3 separate regions of the Mus musculus genome follow, and regions 2 and 3 are each linked to region 1. Evidence: chromatin contacts called from public HiChIP or PLAC-seq data. All regions are on one chromosome and are shown on one strand. Each heading gives the region's core, a stretch centred on a gene start, on an enhancer-like site or on the middle of the called end of the contact. The rest is flanking DNA. Distances are from core to core; before and after follow the strand shown.

What was found. HiChIP or PLAC-seq counts read pairs in DNA pulled down with a chosen protein or histone mark.
Region 2: an HNF4G HiChIP or PLAC-seq map of pancreatic cancer cells shows a contact between it and region 1. The contact joins two enhancer-like sites. A contact is called at or near these places in 3 of 39 promoter capture datasets (cranial neural crest, embryonic stem cells and hippocampal neurons), 3 of 484 Hi-C or Micro-C datasets (cerebellar granule neurons, embryonic stem cells and nephron progenitors), 4 of 115 datasets of contacts at active chromatin or transcription factors (embryonic stem cells, neural stem cells and pancreatic cancer cells) and 1 of 9 other capture datasets (embryonic stem cells).
Region 3: a contact with region 1 is called in an HNF4G HiChIP or PLAC-seq map of pancreatic cancer cells. The contact joins two enhancer-like sites. A contact is called at or near these places in 9 of 39 promoter capture datasets (the C10 cell line, the HPC-7 cell line, cranial neural crest and 6 more), 1 of 484 Hi-C or Micro-C datasets (embryonic stem cells), 8 of 115 datasets of contacts at active chromatin or transcription factors (effector CD8 T cells, embryonic stem cells, large pre-B cells and 3 more) and 4 of 9 other capture datasets (adipose tissue, embryonic stem cells, liver and 1 more).

The regions. Positions count from the first base shown.
Region 1 is chr3:88,209,043-88,212,418 of GRCm38.p6, forward strand. Gm3764 (predicted gene 3764) reads left to right here. Exons shown (of 10, transcript NR_168089.1): 2 at 593-674. Among named protein-coding and RNA genes, the nearest start is that of Gm3764, 4.1 kb to the left of the region's middle. Within about 2 kb of position 1,334, at least 21 of the 459 cell types and tissues checked have an H3K27ac peak or open chromatin away from gene starts, as enhancers often do. A contact at or near this core is called in pancreatic cancer cells, where this site is marked.
Region 2 is chr3:88,126,045-88,129,632 of GRCm38.p6, forward strand. No RefSeq gene overlaps it. Among named protein-coding and RNA genes, the nearest start is that of Mef2d, 15 kb to the right of the region's middle. Within about 2 kb of position 2,262, at least 19 of the 459 cell types and tissues checked have an H3K27ac peak or open chromatin away from gene starts, as enhancers often do. A contact at or near this core is called in pancreatic cancer cells, where this site is marked.
Region 3 is chr3:88,096,673-88,100,365 of GRCm38.p6, forward strand. It overlaps Iqgap3 (IQ motif containing GTPase activating protein 3), which reads left to right. Exons shown (of 38, transcript NM_001033484.1): 13 at 230-387; 14 at 1,646-1,767; 15 at 2,185-2,348. Among named protein-coding and RNA genes, the nearest start is that of Iqgap3, 16 kb to the left of the region's middle. Within about 2 kb of position 1,274, at least 34 of the 459 cell types and tissues checked have an H3K27ac peak or open chromatin away from gene starts, as enhancers often do. A contact at or near this core is called in pancreatic cancer cells, where this site is marked.

The DNA.
Region 1 (3,376 bases), core at 84-2,583:
TAAAGACAGGAGTGGGCAGGGGAAGGAAGGGAGGAAATGCGATTGCAGAGATCATAGTATCCATCATTATTGATTTTTAAGGTGAGGTATTGAACTTTTTTGATCCTCTTGCCTCAGTTTATGGAATGCCGGCATTACAGGTGTGTCCCACCAGGCCTAGCTACAATTGAGAATATCTTTGATGCACACAGCACTTAACAGTTTATAGGGCAGACAGAAAGATAGCCCTGGCCCAGGTTCTCCATTCCACCTATGCATGCACTGTGATAGCCCAAGAAATCTGTGAGGAGAGGGTAGTTGGCTTTAGCTTGCTGTGAGAGAGTCCTCCAGGTGGGTTCACCTCAGGCACTGGGCCTTGAGGATTGGGTGGAGGTGTGGAGGCGTGGTGGTGAGGTCAAGGCAGTGAGACCAGAGTCACCATCCAGAACTAATTGAGAGACCTGGCAGGGTATCTGACCAGTCTTTTGTTGAGCTAGCTGGGCAGGCTTGAGCCCTGAGGATCAAACTGGGGAGCAATGGGAGAATTCTGGAGAGAGACTGCTGATGGAGGGAAGAGGACCAAGCCCTAACCTCTGTATCCTTCCCTCCACAGAAGCAGCCATCCATCCAGAAGCAGCCTCCGTGTTCCGTTTGTCCGGATGTCATCGTAGGTGGCCGGCATCTCTGGCTTTGGGGTATTTATTTCCTTCCTTGCTTTGATGGTGGTGTGGGTGGGGGAGGGGAAAAGGGAAGCTAGTCCTGTTCCACCCCAGCTCTCCACCCCACTCGCTGTCTCTTCTAGGCTTTGATTTTGGTCCATTTTGTAGTAAGAACTGCATTGTCAAAGCTAAGAAGCAATGCAAACAACATAGCCTGGGGACAAAAGGCCACCCTGTGTCTGGTTCGGTGCAGAGAGGAAAGCGCCCTCCCTCTTCTTCCACAGCTCCCTGGGGACGAGATGGGGGTCTTTGACTCTGGGGAAGTGGTTGAGAAAGGTTTGAGAAAGGGACAGAGATAGCTAAGGGGGTGTCAGGTGAGCCAGGAGAGCAGTATAGATTGGGATGGATGGGGTGGGGGGAGCTGGGTCTTTAAGTCGCTGAGTGGGTACATGAGCACCTTTAGCATTGGGAGATAATGCTACTTGCCTTGTCCATGAATTTACCACTGAATGTGTCTGAGTTTATGGGTGTGAGAGTGCATGCCTGTGATTGAGTATGGGTGTGCTTTACACACTCGCGCTTTTGACCAGAGAAGAGCTTATGGGAAACATGGATGACTAAGCTGACCCCTGGCCATCTTAGTCACCATGTCTCATTTCCCTACAATGTAGGACTGGGGCAATAGGCATGTGAGTCCATGGGGAGCAGACCAGGAGGAGCTGGGAAGGCTGAAAATGCTCCCACTTCCAGGAAGGGTGTGTCTCAGGGGCCACCTCCTCTAAATGGAGTCTCCAGGCATCCTAACCTCATCAGTGCATTGCTAACTGCTGTTACTTTTATTTGTCCCAATGCTATACACATTGCAGGCATTCAGTGACAGAATACTGTTTAATAGTAGCCACAGTAATTAGTAGCACAGTAATTCTGTTGCAGAGATAAGCACACCCCCAGATAAAGCTCTGAGTGTATCTTTAAGGCAAATCCACCTTGCAAACAAGGGAAAACTATGTTTTTATTATACTTTCTAAGCATTAATCCCTTATGCACTACTTTACTATTTCAGGAAAGTGCTTTACTGCCAAAGTTTACATAGAGTCTCAAAAGGTCCAGTCCAGACAGCATAACTGAGCCTGTGCTTCTGTCTCTGTAGGCCCTTCAGACTCAGAGACAATAGGTGGGCAGCTGTATTGAGAGGGGACATTGGCTTTGGTTGTAGCTGTGCCTCAAGGCTTAGGTGTTTGCCTAGTATGTATTGAGCCCTGGGTTTGATCCCAGGAACCCCCAAAGGATGAAGGCTCCTGGAACACCCACAGACCCCTATTAGCACAAAGAGTTGAAATGTCCTCCCAAGAAGTAGTCACAGTGAGAGCCACAGGCCACCAGAGAGTAGACTGCTTTGTGCTGGAGGAGACAGAAAGGGCTCTGCTCCTTAGGAGACTGAGGCTGGTGAGCCAATCCAGCCCTCTGGGCGCTTGTGCCCAGCCCTGAGTCCTGCAGACTTGCTGCATCCATTGCTGTTCTCTGTTGTCTCCTCTGACACAAATACATTTCTCAAAGATTCTGCATAAACCTTCCCTACTGTTTTGGTTTGTGAAGGAAGAATACAATACGTCAGAAAGAAAAAAGGAAAAAAAAAAACTTGTCTTTGAGGACTACTTTTGAAGGAGTTTCTTATTTTAAACTGGAAGAACGTAATTTATACTCACACTGATTCCAGTTAAAAGGAGCAGAAGGTCCTCTGCTTCTCTCTGTGCATAGTGAGGTCCCATTTACACTGGGGCAAAGGTGTCATTCACCTGCACCCCTAAAGGATCAATGGGGGTGCCAGCTTGTCCTGTGAACCCAGACAAAATTTGCTTCCCTGGCAACTGGACAGAGGAGGGCATTCTAACATGCAGTGGGCTGTTCTTTTGTGGGTTATCTTCTTGATTTGGATGCTGTTAAACTGAACTGCCCCTAAAAAGCTCAAATTCAATATAAAAGGTGGCAGGACTTTATTCTGTATCTGCTGTGTGGGGAACAATTTTTTAGCACCCAGCAAAGTGTGTTCATTTCTTCCTTAAGGTTAATTTTTGAGAAAGTCCAGTTGAGCCTGAATTTGGCCATTAGGAATATGGGGTGGGAGTGTACATCGGACAAGGAAATCTTTGTGTATTCTCTCCTTCCCAACAAAAATACAGCAGTGCCTGAGAGGAAAAGTTTGACTGGCTCAGCTGCCTCCTACCTCAAGGCTTGCAGGACTCCAGGGCAGGGGGTTCCTGTAGAGGGCTGGGAATGGTAAAACTTGGTGAGACGGAAGGGAAACATCTTACTAGCAGCTAGGGCTCTCTTTTCCAAGGCTGGCTCTGACCTCCAAACTTTTTGGTGTTGGGAAGGGAGGAGAGGACAAAGGTACTTCAGGGGTTTGAAAGCAGTTTTGTGGGAAGAGCAAACCAATGCTCTTAGGAAGCTAGGTCAGCATGTGGGGAGGAGTTTAGTGTGCATGTCACATGTATGTCAGGCATCCTTGAAAGGGCACAAGGTGGCATGAAGGGCATGAGGGAGCATGCAGAGAACGGGTCACAGGCTTGTAGGCATGGTGGAGAAATGTAGTCAAGGGCTTTACCAGGGTTGATCTAGGAATTGTATTTAGCACCATGCCCAGAGGGAAAGTTGCCTAGAGAACATTTGGGGGGAAGAAACCCCTTTTTCTGCAGGTGTACTGGAGCTCCAGGAGCTCCCAAGCCCTCTGGGCACAC
Region 2 (3,588 bases), core at 1,012-3,511, 82 kb before region 1:
CCACCCACTGAGCATCTCACTGGCTCCACAGTAAGAGCCTCTCTCCAGAAATATAAAATAAAAGCTATCACAAGCAAACCTACTTAAATGCCTTGTTAAATTCAGGTGTGTCATGCAGCATTTCTCAAAAATGCTGGCCCCAGAAATATTAAACCTTTTTATAATTTTTATTTTTTATTTTTGAGACAGGGTTTTTCTGTGTAGTCCTGACTGTCCTGGAACTCACTCTGTAGATGAGATTAAAGATGCGCATCAGCACTGCCCAGCTTATTTTTATTTCTGAGACAAGGTCTGACTTATTCATCCCGGGCTGGGCCTTGACCTCCCCGCGTCTCTGAGGGTAACCTTGACCTCCTGACTCTCTTACCTCCGCCTTCCCAGCACTGCCAACACAGAGGAAAATAACTTATTACAATGTTTGCTTTTCAAGACTTTCCTACCACTAGAAGTGTGGGATTCATCAGGGCCCTTCGCTGGCAGCCAGGGCAGGGAGCTCCAAGTGACTCTTGGTCTGTGATGACCAAGGCGTAAAGGCATTTGCAGCAGCAAATTCTTTTATTTTTTTTTAAGCATTTATTTATTTTATGTATATAAGTACACTGTAGCTATCTTCAGACACACCAGAAGAGGGCATCAAATCCCATTACAGATGGTTGTGAGCCACCATGTGGTTGCTGGGAATTGAACTCAGGACCTCTGGGAGAGCAGTCGGTGCTCTTAACCTCTGAGCCATCTCTCCAGCCCTACTTTTATTTTTTTTTTAATTAAGAAAAAAATCATCTTTTTTTTCAAGACAGGGTTTCTCTGTGTAGTCCTAAAACTCACTCGAGTTGTTCTGGAACTCATTATACGAACAAGCTGGCCTCAAATTCACAGAATCCCACCTGCCTCTACCTCCTGGGTACTGGAATTAAGGACATGTGCCACTATGACCAGCACTAAATAAATGGTTTTTCTCCTTGGTCTTCCGAGACAGGGTTTCTTCTCTGTGTAGCCCTGGATGTCTTGGAACTTGCTCTGTAGACCAGGCTGGCCTTGAACTCAGAGATCCGCCTAACTCTGTCTCCTGAGTGCTAGAACCAAAGGTGTGCGCCACCACCACCTGGCTAATTATTTTAAAGAGAAAATTTAATTAAAGGAAAGCAAAACAAGGGGGCTGGAGAGATGGCTCAGTGGTTAAGAGCACTGACTGCTCATCTGAAGGTCCTGAGTTCAAATCCCAGCAACCACATGGTGGCTCACAACCATCTGTAATGAAATCTGACGCCCTCTTCTGGTGCATCTGAAGACAGCTACAGTGTACTTAGATATAATAATAAATAAATCTTAAAAAATTATAAAAAAAAAAAAGAAGAACGTGAGATCGAGGTGGCGCACGCCTTTAATCTCAGCACTCGGGGGGCAGAGGCAGGTGAGTCTGGATCTCTGAGTTCGAGGCCAGCCTGGTCTACAAGCAAGTTCTAAGATAGCCATGGCTACACAGAGAAACCCTGTCTCAAAAAACTGTCAAGCAAACAAGCAAACAAAACCACTAGAGAGATACAGCTCAGTGGTAAAGCATTTGATTAGCACACACAAGATTCTGGGTTCTGTTCCCAGCACCACACACACAAAAGAAAGAAAATCTCAAGAGAACTAGGAGAAAGGGAGAAGGGAGGGGAAGCTAAGAGAGATAGACAGAAAGAAGATAGAAGAGAGGAAGGTGGGGAAGGGGAGGGGAGGAGCAGAGAGCAGAGGGGAGGGAGGAAAGAGGAGGGCAGAACTTGTCAACATGGCCACCTGGGCAGGTTCCCTCATAGCACGTGGGGAACTGCACAGGGCTGGGCCAGGAAGTCGTGGAGCTAAAGGGGCTGCAGATTTCATTCTCATATCTACAACTTTTGGTTTCTCTGAGTTTTCTCAACATCTGCCTTACAGAAGCAGAGAAAGAGGAGCTGGGAGTTTCGCTCTCACCCTTGGTCATTAGCACCCATCTGCTCCTGCAGGTGAGGCTAGCTTCCAAGCCCCCTTGAGAACTTTTGCTCCAAACATGACTCCATATTCTGTCTCTTGCCTTCCACCAAGAGGTCTTGAATCTGACTTTAGTGACATGTCTTCTGCAGGAGGCGCAAGCAAAAGTATTACAGGCGTTTCTAGGCAACGGTGGGCATTTCACTTTGTTTACATTATTTGCTGTTGTTTTTTCAGCCCTCTATGAATAACTCTCCTTATCACAGCACTAGAGAAACCGTGGCTCAGAGAGAGTCAGTGACTCACCCAAGCTCATACTAGAAATGAGGGTGCTGGGACTGGATCCCAGAAGGGTCTGACCCAACCTTCTCATTTCTACATATGAGCAACTCTGAGAGCCCACGGGATCAGACTGGAGGTTTTGTGGATGTGTGTGCATTCTTCATTTTTTTTTTTTTTAGAGACTTATTATTTAGGGCCCAAAGAGATGGCTCATCGGTTAAGAGCACTGGTTGCTCTTGCGGAGGACCTGGGTTTGGTTCCCAGCTCCCACATGGTAATGAACCTGTAACTCCAGGAACAGGAGAGCTGATGCCTCTTCTGACCTCTGTGGACTCCTGCATGCATGTGTTATACAAAACATACATGAAAGCATACACATATAGACATAAAATATAATTTAAAATTTTATATATATATAATTTGTGTGTGTGCATGTGTATTTGTCCTCAGAGGTGGAAAGAAGGCATTGGATCCTTTGACTCTGGAGTCCCAGGCAATTTTGAGTCACCTGATACCTTATTTTTCTATTGTGGTAAAGACACCAGGACCAAGGCAACTTACAGAAGACAGAGTCTACTGGGGCTTACAGATTTAGAGGGTGGGCCCATGACCATCATGGCAGGAAGGCAGCAGGCAGCAGGCAGGAAGGCAAGGGACTGGGGCAGTAGATGAGTGAGAACTTACATTTTTGACCCCCAAGCACCAGGATGAGAGGGAGGGGAAAGATATGGGGGGGGGGGGAGAGAGAGAGAGAGAGAGAGAGAGAGAGAGAGAGAGAGTGAGAGAGAGAGAGAGAGAGAGAGAGAGAGAGAGAGAGAGCCTGGCCCTGGTGTGGGCTTTTGAGACCTCAAGGCCCTTCTCCAGTGACACACCTCCTCCAACAAGGCCACACCTCCTCCAACAAAGCCACACCTCCTCCGGAAAGGCCACATCTCCTATTCCTTCCCAGTTTTACCAGCTGGAGACCAAGCATTCAAATATGAGTCTGTGGGGGACATTCTCATTCAAACAACCACGTGTGACCTGTTGTCCTGGGAACTGAGCAAGTCCGGTCCTCTGAAGGATCAGCAAACATTCTGCCCACCTGTACCATGCGCTTGTAAGGTCTTGTTCTAAGTGCCTGAGTGCTTCTCCAGCATCTTCTCTGTACTCTGTGCCACTGTGAGCATGGAGTGCCGGCTCTCTTCCTTGGCATTGGTGAGAGCTGAGCTGGTTTCCCCTGTACCCTTTACTCTTGTCTGGGCACGTGAGGTACTGAATGGGAATCCCACAGATACTTTTTGAGTTTTGTTTCATTTCATTTTCTGAGACAGGAGTCTCACTAACTTTGGCCTCTCTGCAGTCTTCCTGCCCCAA
Region 3 (3,693 bases), core at 24-2,523, 110 kb before region 1:
TCAATTCCCAGCAACTACATGGTGGCTTACAACCATCTGTAAGGGAATCCAATACCCTCATCTGGTGTGTCTGAAGACAGCTACAGTGTACTCAGATACATAAAATAAATAAAATCTTTTTTAAAAAATAAATAAATAAAAAAGAAGTGAATGAAGCCCCTGGCCCTTGGGAATGGAACAGGGAAGGGGCAACAGTCCACCAACTTCCCTCACGTCTCTTCCTCTACAGGAGCTGGGCCAGGAGGAGCTCTTTGTGGCTGTGGAGATGCTGTCAGCCGTGGTTCTGATTAACCGTGCTCTGGAAGCTGGAGATGTCTGTGCCTTTTGGGACAATCTAGTGAATCCCGCAACTGGCCTAGCCCAGGTAGAAGAAGAAAATGCCCAACGGTGAGTGAGAAAGTTTGACCCACATGTCAGAAGTGAAGGGATAGCATGAAGATGCTCACACCGGGCAGACGGTGGACAGTTCTGCTCGAAGTTGCCCCTCCTGGGTTTCTTCCCCAGTTGGGGAGCACAAGATCATCCCCCTTCATTTCCATTTTTTTTCAGAGCAAATGTTTGAGTGCCTACACACTGCCAGGTGCCACTCTAGGTGTTGAAAACAGTGACTGAAACCAAGCATATGCATATGCAGGACTTATAACTGGATGGACACAGCTACTGGATGGGCCAAACAAAACGGGACAGAGTGGGTGTGGAACAGTTTTTTAGCCACAAAATGTAGTTATAGATGGCTTTTAGGTCATGTGGAGGACAAGGAGCCAGAGTTAGTCCCATGATCCTCTTCAGGACAGGACTGTCCTAGGTGCACTCATAGAACATCAGGAAGGGCTTGGAAGCAGCTCAATGGTAGAAGGCTTGCTTTGCATGCCTGAGGCTCTGAGTTTAACCTCCCAGCGTTGCAAAAATAAAAACAAAGACTACCAAGAAGCCAGAGTAGTGAGAAGCTAAACAGAGTGAGGCAGGGAAGGAGTGGGCTAGCAGGAACCAGCCTGTGTCCTCCAACAAGGAAGGAAGCTGTGGGCTGTTTGGCACAAAAGAAGCCCATTTGACCTGCTTTACCAAGATCATCCTGGCTGCTGTGCTGAGACTCCACCACAGGGCCGGGCCCGGGCAGAGCGGCCGGGATGCCTTTAGGCATGCTGCTAGTTCCACGGTGGAAACAGCAGGAGTGGGAAGAAGGTGGTGAAGTGTGAATGTATTCTGAAAGCAGATCTGACAGGGCTTGGTGGCAGAGGGAACCGAGAGGGAAATGACTCAACAGATGTTCATCCAGAAGGGACAGGCTGAGGTGCAGAGGCAGACCAGGGTGATTGGGAGTTCAGATGATGCAGGCTGGGGTGTTTCAGACCTCCACTGGCATTTGGGTGCAAATCCTTGGGAGGCCCTGGGGCCTGTGAGGGATGGACGTATGCTTTTGGGGTTCATTAACCTAAGTCTAGAGAGTGGGTGAGATCTGAGGTAAGAACATGGATGGAAAAGGGGTCTGGAGCTTGAAGGGCTCTGTGCTCCACACAGGAAGGGGGCTTGTAACTGTCTGTGAAGGGAGAAGAGACCCTGGAAATTATGGTGTCCCAGGGAGGAACCAACTCAGAGCTTTCTCCACTTGGTGGCTGTGTGGCTCACTTCTCTTCTTTGTTGCTAGTTACTTTGATGCCCTGGTGAAGGTTCAGCAGTTTCAAGGAACACATAGAGGCATCCTGAGCTGGAATGACCTGCAGGCTGCTGTGAGCCAGGTCAATGAACAGGTCCAGGAAGAAACTGATCGTGAGTACCCCCTCAGACAGCTCCCCCTCGGACAACTCCCCTCAGATAGCCCCCCTCAGATACCCCACCTCAGACACTTCCCCTTAGACAGCCCCCCTCAGACAGCCCCCTTCATATACCCCCCTCAGACAGCTCCCTCAGACAACCCCCCTTCAGATAGTCTCACTCAGACATCTTCCCCTCAGACAACTCCCCTCCGATATCCCCCCTCAGACAGCTCCCCTCAGACAACCCCCCTCAGACATCTCCCCCTCAGATAACCCCCTCAGACACTCCCCCCCAGACAGCCCCCCCAGACAGCCCCTCCTCAGACCGCCCCAACTCAGACATCTCCCTTCAGACAGCCCCCCTCAGACAGCCCAGTTCTTCCCCTAGTTTTGTGTTTGGAGCTGCTGTTCATCTGGATCTCTTCCTCAGAGGTCCTCGCCATCAGCCTCATCAATGAGGCTCTGGACCAGGGCTGTCCTGAAAAGACTCTGTCTGCCCTGCTGCTTCCTGCAGCTGGCCTGGAAGATGTCAGCCTTCATGTTGCACCTCGGTACCATCTCCTCCTTGTGGCTGCTAAGAGGCAGAAAGCACGGGTAAGGTTAGGGAGAGATGGCTGGGTTAGACACTAAAGCAGGAGGACCAGCCTTGAGCAGAGCTGTGCCTGGCATGAACTCTGAAACTGTTCCAGGCCAGTGGGTGCAGACCCTTCCCTGGGTGAGGCACAAGCAGGATTTGGCCTGTTATGGGAAAGTGGACTTCATTCCAGGACAGTTGTGGGGAAAGAGCAGGCCTGAGAAGCAGGTAACTGGATTCACTGTTCTGGTCCCCAGTGATCACCTAGTAGTAGCCCCTCAGTACCCCTGGGGTATGGAAAACACTACATGCTCTGCCCTTGCACCTTGTGCATATCCGGTGAGCTGAGGATGGGACAGGGATTTGAACTGACACACCCCTGAGCTGTGTGGCCGCAGAATGAGGCCAAGCCCTGTGATTGAGCTGCAGCCTGCAGGCTCACCCTGCACTTACTGAGTTTTCATTCCATGCCAAGTATTGCTTGATGCACCTCAAGTATTGATTCATGCGTGAGGCTAGGGAGGTGACTCAGTGGTTAGGACTGCTTGAACTTGAGCCGCATCAGGCAGCTTACAACCACCTATAATTCTAGATACAGGGATCTCATATGCTCTTCAGGGCACTAAAACGCACATGTACTTACCTCCACACTGATACATCATCCATAGATACCTAATTAAAAATAAAGTCTTTTTTCTTTTTTTTTTTTTTTTCCTTTTTAGTTCATAAGAAAAGTCTTAGGAATAGTACCCCATAGCTCACACCAGCAGAGAGGCTGAGGTTGGCTTGGGCTACTGACTATTAGAAAGATAAGACAGGGCTGGAGAGATGGCTCAGCGGTTAAGAGCATTTACTGCTCTTTCAGAGGTCCTGAGTTCAAATCCCAGCACCCAGATGGTGGCTCACAACCATCTGTAATGAGATCTGAAGCCCTCTTCTGGTGTGTCTGAAGACAGCTATAGTATACTTATATACATAAAATAAATAATAATAATAATAAAAAGGAAAGAAAAAGATAAGACAAGCAGTCACCTGACACATAATTGGTGCTCAATAAAATGTTATAAAATGTTAATTTTACAACATTTTTCTGTCTGTTTCTGGTGAGGAAAGTGTGGAGCTGGGTTGGGTTTCAGACTGACCGTAGGAGGCACACAGGCTTACTGGACCTGTGTACACACAATCTTCCTACTACTTTTTGGTGATAAGGAATGTGTAGCCAGAAGGCGAAGTACAGTCAGGGCCAGGATCTGGCTGAGGGCTGTAAATGATATAGAGGGCTTTGGGGAGGGCTGTAGGGTAGGTGTTCCAGCCATGGCTAAGGCACAAAGGCTAGCAAGAGAGCAAGCGGTTAGGAGGTACTGG